Regions from separate parts of the Mus musculus genome. Here all the other regions are linked to region 3. Evidence: chromatin contacts called from public HiChIP or PLAC-seq data. All regions are on one chromosome and are shown on one strand. The core of a region is the stretch at or near the end of the contact, and the rest is flanking DNA. Distances in the headings are between cores, read along the strand shown. Region 1 holds the start of Cks2 (CDC28 protein kinase regulatory subunit 2). Region 2 holds the start of Sema4d (sema domain, immunoglobulin domain (Ig), transmembrane domain (TM) and short cytoplasmic domain, (semaphorin) 4D). Region 3 holds the start of Nfil3 (nuclear factor, interleukin 3, regulated).

Region 1 (2,700 bases), core at 126-2,625, 1.3 Mb before region 3:
GAAGGTTGAGAACCACTGCTTAGATAGTAATTAAAGATCTTTCAGAACAGAACTCATACCTCCATATTATTTGTGTTATAGAGTGTATGCTTACATCCTCCTATTTACATGTTGAAATTTTAATCCCACCTGTTGTCTCACGTGATAATATCGGTAGGCAATTAGCACCTTTATTATTTTAGTGCTAAAAATAACTTTAAAGTTGTGCAAGAAGTCAGACGATCTTGTGTTCTCTTTAACTGAGGGCCAAGTGAAGTCGGGAAACCTGTCGTTAAAAGATTGCAGGCACCTGATTACCCAACTCTATAAAAAAATAAAATTGTAGTTACATGCTGACTTCCGTTTTTATTATTTTAGACAGGATCACACTTTGCTATCCTACCATCTGTTAAAGATATTAGGCTGAAGCTGGACGGTGATGGGGCATCCACTTTTAATCCCAGCACTGGGGAGGCAGGGGCAGGAGGATCGCTGAGTTTGAGGCCAGCTTGGTGTACAGAGCGAGTTCCAGGATAGCCAGGGCTACACAGAGAAACTCTGTCTCAAAAACAAAACAAAACAAAACAAAACAAAAAACAGCCGGGCGGTGGTGGCGCACGCCTTTAATCCCAGCATTTGGGAGGCAGAGGCAAATGGATTTCTGAGTTCGAGGCCAGCCTGGTTTACAGAGTGAGTTCCAGGACAGCCAGAGCTACACAGGAAAAGCCAGTCTCCGAAAAAACAAAAACCAAACCAAACTAAAAAAAAAAAAGGAGGAGGGAGGGGTGTTGACCTGGCATTGGAGTACAGGGATTAAAGGTGTGGGCCAGTACGCCCAGCTGCCGTGGGTTACTTTGTTATCCTAACAGCCACACCAGAGCAATTCATCCACTGCAACAAATCGCAAAAATATTAAAAGAAAAATGACACCTGCTCATTGTAGAAAATGGTTGTTATATGTAACTTGCTGCACGAAACCACGACTTAACACCCTTTCAACTTCCTTTTACATGAGCACATCTTTTTAAGATGGGACTAGCTCGCAGCCAAGCGTAATTAGCGTTGCCATCAGGGGCAGCGGAGGGCACCTTACCCTCTGGAACGCTCCGCAGCTGGACTTCCCTGACCACAGAGACCGCCCCCCAGGCGTCTCGTGCCGCTCCGGCCCCCAGAGCCCCGGATACCTCATCTCGTGTCCGCCCACCACCCAACGGTTCTGCCCCCAGGCACGTTCTAAACCACTGCGCACGCGCTGCGAGGCACTTAACGACTCGGCTCCGCCCTTCTCAATATCTCTTGGGGTCGCCGGGCGCTCCTCGCTGAATCGTTAGCCAATCCTTACTCCCGCCCTCGCAATCTTGCAACAGGCTTCTGATTGGTTACCTGTCCTCGAGGTCTGCGCGGAGCGTGATTGGTTGGTGGCTTCGCCCAATCGGCGGAGGGCTGTCGGATTCAAATCCAGAGCGTTGGGCCTGCGGTCGTTGGCCTCATTCGAGTCGTTGCGTCGGCCCTAGGCGGACGTAGAGCCCCTTGCGCCCGGTTTCCTGATCCCGCTTACTCCTCTGCGCGCCGGCAGGATGGCCCACAAGCAGATCTACTACTCAGACAAGTACTTCGATGAGCACTACGAGTACCGGTGAGGAGCGCCTGCGGAGGAGGGCCGCGCTGGGAGGTCAGACCTGGTGGTCGGGACTCGGACCCCCTTAGAGGCCTCCGTCCGTCCGGGCAGCCTTGCTTTGTGTAGTGTTGCGGGGATCGCAGGAGATGGGGAGTCGTTAGATGGGTGGGCAGCGCCTAGTCTGGGAGTTCACGACCGCAAACCGCACTGGCCCGGACTGGCCGGGAGGGGAAGTCCCCGGAAACGCACCCGACGGGCATTATCGAGTGTCTGATGGGTAACGGCTCCAGACGCTGTAACACGGGGCGTTGTTAAAGGGCTTCAAGATCAAATTGAAAACTCGAGATTGCCTTCGGAAGGATTGGGGTGGTGGTGGCTACGTTACCTTCAACTGCTAGTCCATATTGGCCACGTTTGGGGCTTTTGAGGAAGTTTTGAGTTTTAAATCCTGAGATGCGCAGGAAGGTAGTACCTACGTTAATATAATTAGCAAATGGGATTGTGGAAAGTAAGGGAGGATTGTAGTTAACTTTATTGTATCCCTTATGACTTGGGGTGTGGTTTCAAAGGCCTTTCCGTCGCTGGGTTCTTCTGGGTTGGGATTAGAGCGTTGCATTCTGGGACACAGTCAAGGACTCCAGGTGGGTAAAACCTGTTCCTCCCTTGGGCAAATAGTGACCTTGTTTTCTGTTTGCTGCCCTTTTAGGTTAGTGTCCAGAATGCTGTTTGAGGGATGAGACACTTTTTAAAAGAGTGGCTTCACCGCCCCACCCCCCATTCTCTCAGTCCGCTAGTGTAGAAGTCTTCACAGCCAGAAAACTTTTTCCAGGCTGTTTGACGATGCACTAATGCTATAAACTTGAATGTTCTTAAGTAGGGAAGTCTCATGGGTTTTTTTTTTCCCCCTTACTAAAAAATTTAAATACATAACAGTCTTTACATAGTAATTACAAACTTCACAATGGTAACCATGTGATAATTGGCTTAATATTTGGTCGTTATAGTAACTCAGAACTTGGTTTGGAAATATCCAAAAATGACCGAAAGTAATTGTACTGTCTTTCTAAATTAGGCAAATAATTATTTGGATGGAAATGTTTAGC
Region 2 (2,700 bases), core at 28-2,527, 1.2 Mb before region 3:
GGGAAGGAAACTTCCGTTTGGTAGCGCCTGGTAGACCCACAGCTGGGTCAGATGGCTGGCTACAGGCCCCCAGTCCAGTGAGAGGTTGGGCCACCCACGGGCCTGGGCTGTGCTCCACACAGTGAGGGTTTTCAAAACAAAAGCAGGACAAGTTCATGTGGCAAATGACCCAGTATGTAGGGGCAGGCCTTCACCACATGCTTCATTGAAAGCCAAAACTCCACATTCACCCACAGAGAGACTAAACAGAAAACATATAGAGGGCAGCTACGTGCTCAGCGCTGTTTTGTTTTTTGGCTGATTTTTTTCCCCAAGCCATAACTGGCTGAGCCCCAACAGAACCAGCCCCCTGCAAATCATCGGGCGCCAGCAACAGGTGCAGCTCGAGCTAAAGCTGGTGGTGGTTCCGGGCGGTTCTAGAATAACGCAGCCCGAATCTTCCAGGAAGCCACCGCCTTGCAGTGCCCACTGCCCGGCGGTGGCAACCTCACCGCGGCCGCACCTGTCTGAGTGCACCGCGCCACATCCGGTGCACCCGAGCCAAGGCCTGGGAGACCGAAATAGAAGCTGGTTAGGCCGGGGCTGGGAGCCCGGCTACGGGCACCGGGCCTGACCTGGGAGGCACCGATCAAGGAGTCAGCACCCGGGGGTCCCAGCGTGCAGGGCCTGGCTGGTCAAGTCGCATCCGCTGCCTGTCCCGTGTCCCTGCTCCAGCCACCTGCCTGCCAGGGCCTGGCGGGAGCTAGGGAAGGGACGCCGGAGAGAGATCCGGGCTGGGGTGGAACTGCAGAGAGGGTCTGGAAAACGCGGTGGAAATGTAGAGGGGGGTGAGGAATCCGGATGGGACTCAGAGGGGACCCAAAGGATCCTGATGCGAACGCAGAGGGAGTCCGGGGGCATCCAGGTGGGAATGCAGACTAGGTCCTAGCGGTGTGGGAGAACCTGGGGAAGAAGCTCGGAGAGGGATCCTGGGAGCCCCGAGGGGGTCGCAGGAGAGGCTCCAACAGGGTTCCTAGGTTTACCGCGGGGGCTCGCCGCGCTCCGCGCACCTGCCCAACCCCGCGCGCGCTCCTCCCGCGCCGGCCCAGTCGCTTACCTGGAGCGCGCGTCCGACCCGCGGAGGCTCTCGGCGGGGGCTGGCCAGGCCAGCTCCGCGCCAAGAATGGCGGCGGCGTTGGTGGCAGCGACGACAGAGGCGAACGGCGCCAGGAGCTTGAGTCGGGGAGGCCGGGAGACGCGCGGAGATGCTGCGGCGCGAGAGGGAGCGGAGGCCGGCGTGGGGAAGGAGGGCGCGGGGCTAGCGTGCAGGCCCCACCCCCTCTCCCTCCCTTCCCGCCTCCTCCCCTCCCCCTCCCGTCTCTTCCCTCCCTTCGCCCCTCCCCCTTCCTCCTAGTCCCTCCTCTCACCCCAACCTCTCTCCCTTCTTCCTTGCCCTCCCGCGCCCCGCCCCTGTCTTCACCTACCCCAGTCTTTTTCTCCTGCTCCCCTCTTGTTTCCTTTCTCCCTCCCTTCCTTTCCTTCCCCATTTACCTTCCACCACCTCTTCCTCTTTTCATCCAACTCCCTCGTCCTCTTCCCCCGTGTCCCCCCCCCCCCGTCCCCCATCCCCCAAAGCCCCATGGTCCAGACCCCAGGGGCTCTTTCCTACCCAAGTCTGGTCTCTTGAAAACAGAGGAGATTACCAGCAAAAGGAGCCTTTTGATCCTTTCAGCCTCCTAATGATCCAGCCTGCTCGTCCAGGTCCCCAAAGTCTCCTGTGCCCCATGCTCTGGGGTCACCAGCGTTGACCCCAGAGATGCTGGGCTCTTACCTTTATGATCTAGGATAGACCCTTTGGGGTTCTCAATGCAAGGTGTGGGTGGTTCTTCCCATGGACCAAGGCTTCCTGTATGCAGCTCCCGATGAGATACATTTCTAACTAATTCTGGGCCTTCCGAAGTTGGTTGGTACAAAGGGTAGACATAGCCAGGTCCTTAACATGCTTTCTGAGGTTGGTGCTCCAGAACCTATGATTAAAAAAAAACCCAGACAGTGGTGCTTTGTTGTAATCCCAGTGTTGAGGCAGAGACTATTGGTGGAACCCTGGATGGAGTTCACTGGCCAGCCAGCCTGCCTTACTTAATCCGAAGTCAGACTCAGATTTCAGTAAGGGACCCTGTCTCCTAAAACTAAGTGGACAACACCTGGGTTGACCTCATGGCATATTGCATGGGTACACACACACAGACACACACACACACTGCAGCCACAGGGCATGTCCTTTTCTGCCCTTGAAGGGAGAAGTGACCCTCAGTTCACACAGTAACTGGCCAGGTGGGAAGTGCTGCCCAGAGACACAGTCCCTCCCTAAAAGGAAACCCAGTTCCTTAATGAACCTGCCGGAAGAACCAAGAAATAGATCAAGACCAGTCTCTAGGCAGACTGGTGGCTTCCTGAATTCCAGAAGGCCCTTAGGGGCTTCCAGCAGGGATGAGGCTGTTGGGAAGGCAGGCAGCTGACAGCAGTTAAACTGAGCAAGCCCTTCCTAAAGGATAGAAGGTCCTAGAAAGAACCAGGAAGCTTCTTCAGGTTAGGTGTGCCAGTCAGTGCTGGCTCAGAGAGCACAATAGGCCTACTAGAGGTCAAAACAGTAGAACCAACCAGAGGAGGGTCGGTTGTCTTTGCTCTAGGGCTGTGTTTCTCAACCTGTGGGTCAAGAAC
Region 3 (2,700 bases), core at 127-2,626:
ACCAACAAAACCCCTGTTGATGGTGACATTCTTCAACGCTGAGATTGCCCTACTTTCTTTGTGGCAAGATTATAAAATCACGTAATTAGCTCCCTTTCTATGCTCAACAGCCAGCAAATTCGGCAGTTACATAACCTCACATTTCCAGGAATCTAGTAATGATTTGTCTTGTGGTGTCTTAAAAAAAAAAAAAAAAAAGCCAATGACGATAAGGTGAGAAAAAAAAAAAAGAAAGAAAGAAAAAGAAAGGCTGATGAAACGCATCGCATTCCAGTTGGGAAAAGTGGGGAGGCAAACGTCACAATGGCTCGTCCGGGTTTTAAAAATAACACCTCGGAACATTTAAGGAGCCCCCCCTCCCCCGCGCGCATTAGTGTCCAAGACTAGGATTTCTTCTTTCTTAATAATGAACTCCATAGAATCGTTTTTTAAAATATGCGTATTTGGGACGATACAGAGGTACCAATAAGGATCTAATAGCCAACGCTGCGCTAAAATGACCAAATCATTGCACACAAATCACACGCGCACATTCTCACATCAGTTCGTCCTCGGTGCCCACGTTTCATCGCTGGCCCATTATGCAATGTAAGAAAGGACACATCCCTCCACCTTCCCGAGGGCTCGTAAAACACGGTGACGACAAACGGGTTGGAAAACGTCGGTGCCGACACAGCGCCTGACACAAACAAACGCCGCGCAGGCATCTCCGATTGCCGTCACCGTTGGTACTCCCAATCCTCCTAAGCAAATCAAGACTCAACCCTCCCCTTAGCTGGCCCGGATTGGGGACTAGCGCGGAGAGACCCCGGAGAGCAGGGCAAGTCGTCTGGCTGCTAAAAGGATCGGCCTCCACTCCGCCTCCACGGCGCGCTCTTCGCCACCGAAACATCAATTTTCCTGAAATCCGGAGACATTATGCAATAGCGGGGAGGAGGAGGGAGCGCGCGGCAGCCCGGGCTACGTGCGGGCGCCAGGGCGCTGCAATCAAAGCAGCTACCTTAAGGTGGCGAGTCCCCCCTCCTGCCAAGGCAGCAAAAGTTTATGTAATGCATGCCCCGCGCACACTCGCCGCCTCCCGCCAGCCCTGCGCCGCGCCCGCACGCATCCCGCGCCCTACGCCCGCCGGCCGCGCGCTCCAAGAGCGGGCACGGAGCAGAGCAGGGCCCCCGGGGCCGCCGGTGGGCGGAGCGCTTACCGTGGTTCTGCTCCCTGGTCCGTGAGGGGGAAAAGAAAGGGCGGCTGTAACCGGGCTGGCGGCGCCGGGGCGCGATTCAAGCTCCGCCGGGCCCTCAGCGGGCGGTGGCGAGGGCGCGGCGCGGGAGACGAGCGGGCGCGCCGGGTCCGCGGGCGCCGTGGCCGCGCCGAGAGATGTGTGTTAGTAGGTCAGTTCCGAGCGCCGCGCTACGTCGCCGCCCGCCAGCCCCGCCGTGACGGGCGGCGGCCGCCCCAATCGCCGCGCCCGCGCCCGCCCCCGGCCCGCCGCCACTGGCCGCGCCGACAGGGGCGGGCTCCCCACCGCCCCGCCCCGCCCCGCCCCGTCCTCTCCGCCGCGGCGCCACTGGCAGTCCGCGTCCTTCTCTGGCCGCGGCCGCAGCTGCTACCCGCTGTCCGTGGGGACCCAGGCCGAGCGCTATGTTGCGCAACGGGACGCACCGCGGAGCAACCCGAGGCACGCCTAAGAGGAGCCCAGGACCCTTTTGCCCATTGCCGGCCGCGCCCTCCGGGTCGCTGCGCTCGCTCCGTGGTGCCAGCACCTTTTTTTGTTTGTTTGTTTCCCGGAGAGCCACAGAGGGCCGGGCTACCTGTTGCCAATAGAACCCCGGGTGAGGGCTATGGGGACACGGGCGTGGCGGGGACCTTGGCCTCCTTGTGCCCACGGTCCCCTCTGAGACCGGGAAAGGGGCGCGGCAGCCGGGCTACTGAAATGTCCCGCTCCTCTCCCGGGCAGCGCCGCAACGGTAACACAAACAGCGCTCCCGACACAATTAGGGCGAAGACGACCCCTACAAAGTTGTTGCGTAACACGGTTGGGAAACCAAGCTAGACCCGGTTGGTCTGTGTCCCCGACCACGTGGAGAGGTGGCGGCTGTCTCCGAGGACCTGAGAGTCCGCGGCCTCGGTGTCCCCGGCTGGGAAACCTACCCGCTTTCGGTGCTCGGGCTAGAGCAAGCCACGGAGGGCATTCCCCAAGCATCTTGAACTGGTAGTTCTCCTCTCCTTTCGGTTCTCAGTGAACACGCCAGCCAGCCCCCACCCCACCCCCCTTTCCCCAATTCCTGGGATGTACAAAAGACATAAGGAAATGGGAGACAGAGCATCTGGTGGCATGTTCTTAAGTCAGTCATCGGGTTGGCTATTGTAAAGGAACGTGGCAAACACTCCCCGCGTTTACAGACACGTAAGATTATAGCCGGCCTTGGCAAAGGGAGCCATATTCCTGACAGTGACGCACGCGCTTGCCCAAATACGGAATGTGGCAGGTGGCAAGGTCCTTGAGCTCGGACTGTGGGACCTGGGCTCGAATGATTCCCTCACTCAACCCCCTCCTTTCTCATTTTTCAAAGAAAGCAAACCCCAAAATAAAGAGTGAGTGTGCGGGACCCCCACCCGGAACATCTCACCAAGTGGATCTCTTTCCATTTACTCAAGACACACAGTAGTAACTCCACAAATAATCTCCGAGGCACATCCAGTGGT

Evidence for each region. HiChIP or PLAC-seq counts read pairs in DNA pulled down with a chosen protein or histone mark.
Region 1: an H3K4me3 HiChIP or PLAC-seq map of pro-B cells shows a contact between it and region 3, with 6 times the contacts expected there. The contact joins the promoter of Cks2 here to the promoter of Nfil3 in region 3. A contact is called at or near these places in 2 of 39 promoter capture datasets (neutrophils and pre-B cells), 3 of 484 Hi-C or Micro-C datasets (CD4 T cells, LSK cells and Th1 cells), 4 of 115 datasets of contacts at active chromatin or transcription factors (hepatocytes, large pre-B cells, microglia and 1 more) and 2 of 9 other capture datasets (adipose tissue and liver).
Region 2: a contact with region 3 is called in an H3K27ac HiChIP or PLAC-seq map of thymic regulatory T cells, with 6 times the contacts expected there. The contact joins the promoter of Sema4d here to the promoter of Nfil3 in region 3. A contact is called at or near these places in 3 of 39 promoter capture datasets (embryonic stem cells, liver and pre-B cells), 4 of 484 Hi-C or Micro-C datasets (B cells, CD8 T cells and embryonic stem cells), 4 of 115 datasets of contacts at active chromatin or transcription factors (astrocytes, embryonic forebrain, embryonic midbrain and 1 more) and 1 of 9 other capture datasets (embryonic stem cells).

What each region holds. Positions count from the first base shown.
Region 1 is chr13:51,643,857-51,646,556 of GRCm38.p6, forward strand. It overlaps Cks2 (CDC28 protein kinase regulatory subunit 2), which reads left to right and starts at 1,376. Exons shown (of 3, transcript NM_025415.3): 1 at 1,376-1,615. The coding sequence starts at 1,557.
Region 2 is chr13:51,792,401-51,795,100 of GRCm38.p6, forward strand. It overlaps Sema4d (sema domain, immunoglobulin domain (Ig), transmembrane domain (TM) and short cytoplasmic domain, (semaphorin) 4D), which reads right to left and starts at 1,278. Exons shown (of 16, transcript NM_013660.5): 1 at 1,097-1,278.
Region 3 is chr13:52,979,663-52,982,362 of GRCm38.p6, forward strand. It overlaps Nfil3 (nuclear factor, interleukin 3, regulated), which reads right to left and starts at 1,377. Exons shown (of 2, transcript NM_017373.3): 1 at 1,199-1,377.